Regions from separate parts of the Mus musculus genome. Here region 1 is linked to region 2. A link is a contact called in public Hi-C data. All regions are on one chromosome and are shown on one strand. Each heading gives the region's core, a stretch centred on a gene start, on an enhancer-like site or on the middle of the called end of the contact. The rest is flanking DNA. Distances are from core to core; before and after follow the strand shown.

Region 1 (5,348 bases), core at 2,500-4,999, 3.0 Mb after region 2:
AAGGGCGAAATGGCACTTTCTGATTATACTGTATTTTGTTTATAGAAAGTTTGATACGATGGGACTTATCAGGTAAGAGGATGGGTGCTGTGACAGCGTCTCCAGTCGCAGTGGGGCGGGGCGGTAGAGGGGGGGCGGGGGGCAGAGTCCCTGGAGCGTGTGGATTCCATGCGAGCCATGCAGCACTTTTGTTTGTTTGTTTGTTCTTGTCAGGAGTCAAAGTTATTTATTTACAATACATTCATGCCTTCGTGCAACTGCCCATCCCTGCTTTACCAACAGGGAGCCATCTTCGGGCTATCCACAGGGGAAAAATAGATATCTATTTCTCTATATAGATGTGATATATGTATATATGTATAGAGCCACTGCAGCCAGCCCCAGGGGACCTTTGGCTCAGAGCGAGGGGGCTCAATTCTTCTGGCAGGCCCCATGCTGGGCTTTGAGTCAAAAGGAGCTCAGAGCAAAGAGCTAGCTCGCTGCACTCACAGGTCCACAGTCTGCTCTTTGTTTTCAGATGGGAGCTTAAGGGCCAGAGCCTCTGAGTTGAGTGAGTTCATAGTTATTTATTTACTCATGTCCATCGGTGCTTGTGACACGCTAGATCTGGGTCAATGTTCTCCCACTCCCCCCGCGATTCAGGCGGCAGGGGAGGATGGACGTCTTCCTGCACTCCTTCCCCTTTAGGGTCGGGGGCTTAGTCTGAAAGTGAGTGAGAGCCACAGTCATACACCCTATGGGACCCATCTGCATTGTAAGGCCCATTGTGCCAGTAGGAAGAGTCACAGACTGTCTGTAGGGAATTAATTTCGGACGCAGAGGAATTGGCATCCCTTCTCTTGGACCGCTTTCGGTTCCTCAGGATAAACACGAGCATGCCCACCACGGTGAAGGCGGAGGTGACGAACACCAGCAGCAGTCCCGGGACCAACACGGAGATGGACACCCTGCTGGTGTCTAGGTAGGAGTTGGAGTGTGTCCCGGTCTCCGCCAACCCAGTGCTGTTTTTACTGTGCGAAGTTAACGTGGGCGAGATCCTCGCATACAGCTGGGGGCAGATCTCCTCATTGGAGAGCAGCATGAAATCCTTCCTAAAGAAGTTCACCGGTGTCTCACACTTGAGGTCGCTCATCAGCACCTCGGAGCCCAGACGTTCTGCCCATTGCTTGAAAGGCACAATGGTGCAGGAGCACTCCCAGGGGTTGCCATGCAGGTCTATCTGGATGATGGAGGTTAACTGGTCCAGCACCCCTGCCACAGGGAGGTACATGAAGTAATTATTGTGCAGACTGAGCTTAGACAGGGAGACCCCAGCAAAGACGTCCACCGGTAGGGACCTCAGCAAGTTGTTGTTGAGAATAAGAATCCTCAGTTTCGGCATGGCATTGAAAGTACCAGGGAGAATGAGCTGAATCGCGTTGTACTCCACATTCAGATACTCCAGGTTCTGCAGCCCAGCAAATTTCTCCCGGGACAGAGTGTCCAGGTAGTTACTATCCATGTAGAGCCACCTGAGGTCCAAAAGGTTCTTGAAAGTGTTGTTCTCTATGTTTGCGATGTTGTTGTTGCCCAGATCCAACAGAATGAGGTTCTTGTAATCCACAAAGTGTGATTTTCGGATGCTATGGATCTTGTTATCTCGAAGGAAAAGCTCCTGCACGTTGGAAAGCTTAGGCTTCAAATCAGCCAAGCTGCTCACGTTCCGGTTGTTACAGTTCATCTTTAAGCCTGAGCCTGGGATGTGGTCACAGCTGCAGCCCCCGGGGCAGGGCAAGCCATGCACTGGGGGTTTGTTTCTGGCGCTCCCAGTTGCTATCGGTGGCGTGGGTTTGATTTTGAGCTGCCAGTTGCCCGGGATCTTTGTACCTCCATTTGGAACAGCCCCTGGGGTAGCATGCTCATCCTGCCCATTTGTCTTGAAAGGAGTTGGCAGGGGGCCAGGAGCGAAGGTTTCTTCCTGGGCAGGGGGAGCCGGGAGACTAGAATCCACTCTGTTTTTTAAAGGACACAGGTCCTGTTCCGTGGTTTCATTGAGGTCTTTACCCTGGAGCCTGGTGGGGGCTTCGCAGACCACTCGACCGATTAGGGCGTTTTTGGGAATGTTCTCTAGCCATTCCTTCAGGGAGAGCAGATCACAGGTGCAGTCCCAAGGGTTATCCTCTAGCAGGATCTCGGCAATGCCAGGGATCTGCTCCAAGACCTCCTCATAGGGCAGTGTTTTCAGCCTGTTTCCACGGAGGTCGAGGTGGGTGATGGGCACATACTGGAATACATTAGCAGGTAGGGTGCTGATGAGATTGTCGTTTAAAATGAGGACTTCCAACTTGTTCAAGTCCTGGAAGGCCCCCGGGTCTATATCCCGTAATAAATTAAAATCAGCCTGGAGGTATTCCAGATCGTCCAGCCCCAAAAAAGTCTGCTTTCGAAAAGACTTGATCTTGTTGTTGTTGATGTGCAGCCGTTTCACCAGCTGCAGCCCCAGAAATGCCCCCGGAACGATCTCATGCAAGCCATTGTTTTCCATATGCAAACTAACCGCATTATAAAAGTTAGCGAACTCATTAGGGAAAAGTCGAGTGAGGGAATTGCCATGCAGAAATAAATGGTAAAACTGGGAAGTCGGGGCGGTGAAGCGCTGCAGACTTGTGAAGCCCTTTTTTTCACAGTCTACGTGTAAGTCCCCTTCTATCTCATTGCAAGAACAGATCTTCTCTTTACAAACGTCCCCTGTAACGTTTCCAGCGGCAAAACAAAGAGACGTCTCCAGCAACAGAATCCAAAGCAGCATTTTTAAAGCGAGCAATTCATCCCAGATCTCATCACAAAGTAACAGCAACCATCCTGCTCGCCACAGACACAATTCAAGTTCATTTAGTGCTCCAATGTCCGATCCCAGAGAAAGAGAAAAGAAGGGTTTGGGGGGGTGGGGGTGGATTCCTTCCTCCCTAACCCCCCCGTACTGCAATAGCCCAGACGCCAGTCAATAATTATATCCACAAACTATCCAGGCACATAGTGCAAGGCAAGCAGAAAAGAGAGGGGGGTGGAAAGTAGAGGAAAGAGAGAGAGAGAGAGAGAAAGCAAACTACTCCCCCTCAACCCTTTAAAAATAACCAAAATAAGTTAAATATATACCTGTACAATTAAAAGGAAACGCACCCTTACAGAATCATGTTTAGAGGTTCTCACTAACCAGCAAGGGAACAATGCTAGCAATTAGAAGCAAGTGCATGTTAGAAACAAGCAGGTTTGCAGCGTAGTACAGGCGCACTGCCTGTGATGGCTGTGCGTCGGACTGACCTTGCCTCTCGGATACAAAGCAGGGCTTTCGGCGGCTTCAGTGGTCCAGGCAGCTGGTGGAGTTCTTGTCTCGGTTGCGGGTTGCCCAGAAGTACCCCCGAGGTGCTGTCCAGTGCCCCCGGTGCTGAAATCACGCCCGCCCAAAAGACTCACTGCCCAGCCAATGGCGCTGGAAAATTTCCGCAATCACTGCGTTTTGTGGATGTCCATCCTGTTCCTTTGCTCCCCTTTGGTCGTCTTCAGCCCTTTTTTTCTGTGCTCCGGCCGGCGCTTACTAGCTCTTCTTTGCTTGTTCTCCTTCTCTTTCTTCTGCTCTTTCGGAATTACGTGAGGGGGGAGGAGAGAGGGGGAGCGAGTTGTCTGAGGGAGGAAGAGAGCGCGAGAAAGGGGAGGAGGGGGGGAGTTGCTAAGAAGCTCTGCTGGTTCCAGCCTGGTGCACTCTGAAAGATCTGACACCCTCTGCTGATCTGCAGTAGCAAAAATCCATCTGGTGAGGGAATGCTGAAAGAAAGAAAGAAAGAAAAAAAAAAAATCCACGTTTAGGGCAAGCGTTGAAAACGTGGGTATTAAAGGCTGTCGATCTACATAGAAGCTTATTTTAAATTGATTATTTAATGTTTTTTGCGTGCTAGAAACTTTACCCTTTCCTTTCCTTAAAGACCTCACAGCCCCCGCGAGCTCTAGCGTTCCGAAAGTATGGCTTTTAAAACATTTATTTCCCAATGGCTTGAATAAAATTAGTGTCAGGGTGTCAAGCGAACGGCAATTTGAGGTAATTATATTGCACGCCATTTTCATCGGTGCTTTAAACGTGTTTCTGCCTTCTCTGCGGTACAGCGTTTTATATCGTTTGATGCCTTTGGAACCTCTACTTTATTTTTGCACCCAGAAAGTGGCTAGTCTGGAAAAAATATATACATATATATATATATATATATATATATATATATATATATATATATATATATATTACATATATTACATAATATCACAATTTGGTAGAGAATATTTATTTCCAGGTATACAACTGAGGTATATACTTTTCCATTTTAAAGTTGTTATAAAATTTCAGTCAATTTGGTGATAGAGTTGAGTTTTTCTGATGGCATTTCTTCAATGTTATTTAAGACTGCAGGACGAAAACACAATGCATGCTTAAATTCTTTGATTTCAGACTAGAAATCTTACCATGACATTCTGAAAATGAGGGAAGGGGATGAGGCAAAATTTTGGAGGCTTTTAAAAACAGTTTGGTAAACAGGTACTAAGCCACCACACATGCATAGTGTCACACACACACAGAGGCGCGCGCTCGCACACACACACACACACACACACACACACACACACACACCTGACAATGTTTCCATACCAGATTTGAGGAATTTAAAATACATACAAGTAAGTAACAAATTGCATTTTGAGAGGAAAGAGTAGAAATCCTGGTCTGTAAGTCTGGGTAGCTGTATCCCCTCTCCAGCTCACTCAGGGTCCAAGAGGCTAGGGAGAGAAATGCTCTGAGATTTTTTTAAGGAGAGAATGTTCAAGTTACCCAGACCAAAAACTCAAAAAATGCAATGCCTTCATTTTTCTTTAAGATTCAGTTTTTTCATGGTTTCAGTTTCACAGACTTTTAACAGAGGTGACATTTTTTTTTTCCATTTAAAAAATTACAAATCATATTAAGCATCTTTTCTCCCCTTTTTCTTTTTCTTTAATTAATTAATTTGTTTAGTTTTTAGACTAGGTTTCTCTGTGTATCCCTGGCTGTCCTGAAATTTCTCTGTACAGCTTGGACTTGAACTCAGAGACCTGCCTGTCTCTGCCACCTGATTGTTGGGATTAAAGGTTGAAGGCCTGGGCTGCCATCTTTCCTTAAGCTGAAGCAAAGGAGACTTGATGACATTTCCCTTTCAAGCAAGTCTTAGGCAACCTTACCAACTATACATACTTGCTAATAATTTGTATAAAATCAAATATGCAATCAAGTTTGCAGTGTGGGAAGATTGAGGAATGAAAAGTTGTTAGCAAACTAGAGTTGGGGACAT
Region 2 (4,831 bases), core at 1,605-4,104:
TGTTCTCAAAAGTGAAAATTAAGGCTAGGCCCTGACAGTTCTGCAGTCTTAATAAGAGCAGAAACGCAAAGCTAAGCTCTACCGATTCACTGAATGCTTCACTCAAATAAACATGCAATTTAGAAGGCTCCGGCCGGATGAAAAAATTGTCAGGAAACGCTGGCGCATAACTGCTGCCAACAGTTTCACAGGTATACTCTTCAGATCTTGAAGTAGGTTTAAGTTTGTCGCGATCATTTTTACATGAAACACCAACAAATACCTACAACGTATCGGTCAAGTCTTTTTTTTTTTTTCTACATCACACTTGCACCGTGAGTGGTCTAATCCCTATCTTTTTCCAATCCCATAGGACGGCTGTGATTAAAAAGAACATTTCAAGGGCAATTAAAGCGGAGTTTTAAATAAATATTATTAGCATAAAGTTATATAATTAAAGTAAGTCATCTCGAATTCCATTAGGTAGCACGTGAAAATAAAGTCCTAAGACCACAACTTGTACATCAAATATTCTACAGACCCACATCCTAGGCGTCTAGCCTTAGGTTCCGAACCACAAGTCATTTTTTAATAAATAAAGCATGCACACACACACACACACACACAAAAACACCCCATGATTTTCTCATCTTGAAAAATACCCGAGAGCACAAAGCAAGTAACTGCAACAAGAAAAGTTTTAGGAATCTGAAATGTCACAGTGGAAGCCTATGATCCTGTCAAGTAAACTTAAAAATTACAGTCATGCTTCGATTTAAGTACCATCCCATCCCCTCTCCCGAGTCCACATGAAAATAAAGGAAAATAAGCAAAACCGGATTTTTTTTTTTTTTTAACCCAACCTCTGCTTTTTGGAAAAGGACAGCGAACAAGGCAGGTGACAAACCAGACAGAGCTGGAAACCGGATCTGCTCACCTCCAACAGCAAGGTACACAAGGCTGTTCTTCGCTTTCAACCCGTTTATCGGCTCTATCTGCGCCCCCACACAGTCCCCAGCAGGTGGGACTCAGCTAGAACCCCGGGGGACTTTTCTCCAGGCGGACTGACGCTGTCCAGGGGCCAGCCCGGCCCCTCCCGTGTACAATCTGCAGAAGCTGAGGCAGGCAGGGGGCGCGGGCGCCTCCGAAGGGGACGTGTCATGAAAGGCACGAGCACACTTTCCCCTCCTCCACCCCCGCGGCTAAAATTTCCCCCAACCCAAGAGGAACTGCCATCCGGCCCCAAGAGGGGGAGCCACTCTAACACGCCCACCCCCCCGCCGCAAGGTCACCACAAGGTGTTTCTGGGAAGGCCCTCAAAACGGCCGTCCTCACTAGTTTCCAAAGCCGACGGCCCGAGGAAGAGCCGGGCTTAGGGCGCACAGCTTGCACCCACACTCCCAGAGCGACTCCACGGGGCAATGACCTAAGCAAGCACTGCCTGTAATCTGCACACGCCTACCTCCTTTTAGATCAGAAAGAATAAGACATACTTCTTAAAACGAAAGAAAAATAGCTTCATCCAGAGCCCCACTGCACCCGCCAGGCATACACAACTATGAGCCCCGGGGATCGGAAACTTTTCCGTGAGGACCTGCTTGCTGTGCAAAGTAGCATCTTTTGGAAGAAAAAAAAAAGTTGATTTCTACAGATCCCTGGCCGCCTCCAATGCAGCCCCCCCCCCTTCTGCGCTCTCCCAGTTCCTCTCCCTCCCCCTTTGAGTGCTTTGAAACCCCCATTAAGAACAGTGTGTGATCAGACTAAGGATTAGGGGGAAAGGACTTCAGCACTAGGGTGGGGCAAACCGACACAGAAACCCCTTTGTAAAAAAGGCGTTAAGACTCCAAATCTTAAAAACAGTAACACAAAAGAGGGAAGGGGGGAAAAAACTAGCCTTTTTTATTTTGCCACCTACTTTCAGGTAATGGAAAACGATCGCGACCACTTGATATCTCTTCCTGTGCTAAGTCAGCCTCAGTGTCCAAATATATTAAAAAAAAAAAAAAAAGCGTGACCTAGGCCGACCACGAAGAACGGAAAAAAAGAGAAAGCTGCACTTCCGAACCGCAGAGACGCGGCGCCAGGCTGGGCGACGCTCCCACCCGCACCGGGCTAGACTGTCCACACCCGGCAGAGGCGGGGACTCCCTCCGCCTGGCACTCTCGCCTCCGCTCGCCTGCCGGGTCTCCTGGCCCGGTGAGGTGGAGAGGTGAGAAGCCCAGTACCGCAGCCCCACAGGCGCCTCCGCCTCAGGATGGCTCTTCTACAACTTAGCCTTCAAACGAATGGAGGAACAGGTTAGCAATGCCAGAGCCTGCAACAGCGACCTAGAAAACACTTTGTGTTTTCCCTCCCTTAAAGCTCTCGGCGACTGAATCGTCGCCAATGCAGGGATAGGAGTAGAACGCAGTGAAGCGGTCCTCCGCCCCAAACCCCTTACGAGTGAGCTGTCGTGGGACGGGGGATACTGCATAGGCGTACCCTGTAGCCCGGCCATGGCCGAACCCCTGTTCTAGGCGAAGGAGATCCGCGGGGTAGTTCCCTAATGCTCCCGAGAAGCAAGCTGGTTTAGTGGAGAGAGGAACCCGGACCCCACTCCCGGCCGGCTATGGTTCCAGAAGGGGAAAAGCCAAACGCTCCTCACCGTGATCGCGGCTTTGCACCAACCCCTCTCCCTTGAATCCTCTTCTTCCAGCGATGTGCAAATAAATCCAGTCCTGATGCAAACTTTTTCCTTCTTTCCAAACTCTGCTTCAGTCCAACTTCCAAGCAATCGGTGGATTAAAACCACGGGGAAATTTTGGAACCCAGTCCTCCACCGTTGGAACCCTCCCGGATTCCGGGATAGATGACCTCCCTTCCAGAAGCGCACGCGGAGTATTTCCTTTTTCCCCCCTTCTCTCTCTCCTTTTTTTTTTTTTCTCAATGAACAAGAGGCCGAAGCGGCAACGTTGGCGAGTCTCTTTTTTTCCTGGTCGATGAGAGAAAGCGAGGCGAGCACGGCCTTACAAAGAACCTAAGGCCAGCTCGCCAAGACCCGGGGGCCCGGGGCTGCTCCCAAGTGGAGGCAGGCGCGGGGCCGAGGGCCGGGCCGGGCGCGCGCGGGGGCCTGGGCGCTGCGCGCTCCGCCGGCCCCTCTCCTCCGCTGGCGCTGCGGCGCGCAGCTCTCGCTCGTGCAGACTGGGCGTTGCGGAGGCGCGGCGGCGAAGCCGAGGCGGGGGTGGGGGTGCGGAGGGGGTGGAGGCGGCGGGGGAGGAGGGTCTGGGGCCCGGCCGGGGATGGGGGGGGGGGGTACGGGGGGGGAGGGCGCCGCTGGCCTGCGCCCTCGCCTTTCCGGAGGAGGCAGGGAGCTCTGCAGCGGCCGCGGCAGCAGTAAATGGCGTCATGTGGATCCGAGGCGGAACAGAGCAGTTGTTGTCCCAGAGGATATATCGCATCCGGTCCCAGCTCATTGGCTCCGCGGGGCTACATTCACTCGCGCTCCAGCGCCCGCCAGCGCTCCGAGCCGCAGGAGGCATTCAAAAGGGCAACCGCGCCGCCCCGCGCGTCCCCAGCCGCTCCTGCAGCCCCGGCGCCGTCACGCGGGGCCGCGCGGGCCGCCGCGGGGTCAGTTTATCTAGTTTCAAGGAAACACTGACCTTAAAGGGTCCCCCCCCCCATAGCCCCCACCCAGAGGCTACCATACCAGCCCGAGGCTGGCCTCGCTTGGGGAACTTTCTCCCCCTCGCCGCCGGGAGGGGAGAAGGAAGAACGTTGCAAACTAACCCGGCCGCCCGGTGCTAGCGAGAAAAGCGAGTCGCAGCTTTTTAGATTCGATTCGGAATCTCCATTTCGATCCTACCTCTTCTCTCCTGTCTTCCCCCCCACCCCGCCCCGCTCCACCGCACCCCTCCCCCACCGATGCCCAGGGGGCGAAGAGGGTGGGGGAACAGGAGGGGGAGGGAAAGGGGAGCGGGAAGTGAGGTGGGAGGGCTATTGGTTTATTCTTTGTCTACTGGATTAACCCGATTATACACCGGGCACCAGCACAGCCCGCCTCCCCCACCTCCCGAGCCTTGTACGGGAGGAACGGAATGTAGATTCGGGTTTCAAGTCCCTTCTGCTCTGGCTGGGATTGGCTTTGGATTGTGTGTGGACTTGTAGTTTGTTAGAATTTCCTTTTTAAGAGGGATTATCTATAGATGGAGGCCTTTTGAAGATTTTTTTTTTTTGGTACTGTTTTGCTCGATGCAAAAACCTTTTAAATTAATTCTGTAATACCCACGCGATTACTCAGGGCGACATCATGGACTTCCGAAATGGGGGGGGGGGGGAAGAGTCTGTTTCACTACAGAATTCCTCCTTCGCGAAACCATAAATAAAAAGAGCGTCATCTTTCAAATCCCACTATCTGTCACCTAGAACATTCTCATATAAGTTCCTCCTGTTCATGTTGGAAGCGGACTATAGTTAACCATTTAAAACTCTAAATAGGTACTCTCTGGCCGCGGCTGTACTAAGGTGCCTGCACATGGAAGCACGCGCGGGGGGGTGGGGGTCACTGAAATGCATCCACACGCACACGTTGCAATTTTAGCTGAGATTTTACATTTTTTTTTTTTAAACCGGAAGGTACCTGCTATAAGGTCAAAATCCCCGCACAGCACCTGCGACCTTGCACGGTGCGAGGTTAGAGCTCCTAAAAACGTGGAGATTGACTTCTCTCGCTCCAGTCCTCACCTGTTCGCTGCTACCCTGGGCTCTAGCTGCCTTCTGGCGACGTCTCTAACTTATCCTGGCACCTCATTCGCCTGGCTTGCGCTCTCTCCTTGCCCTCTCGGTGTTTCTCCAACCACTCTCCTCCTTCGCCTAG

What was found. A called contact is a pair of places that touch in the nucleus more often than the background predicts.
Region 1: a Hi-C map of cerebellum shows a contact between it and region 2, with 4 times the contacts expected there. The contact joins the promoter of Slitrk1 here to the promoter of Spry2 in region 2. A contact is called at or near these places in 3 of 484 Hi-C or Micro-C datasets (cerebellum and cerebral cortex).

What each region holds. Positions count from the first base shown.
Region 1 is chr14:108,910,490-108,915,837 of GRCm38.p6, forward strand. Slitrk1 (SLIT and NTRK-like family, member 1) reads right to left here and starts at 3,750. Exons shown (of 1, transcript NM_199065.2): 1 at 1-3,750. The coding sequence starts at 2,788. The coding sequence ends at 698.
Region 2 is chr14:105,893,965-105,898,795 of GRCm38.p6, forward strand. Spry2 (sprouty RTK signaling antagonist 2) reads right to left here and starts at 2,855. Exons shown (of 2, transcript NM_011897.3): 1 at 2,624-2,855.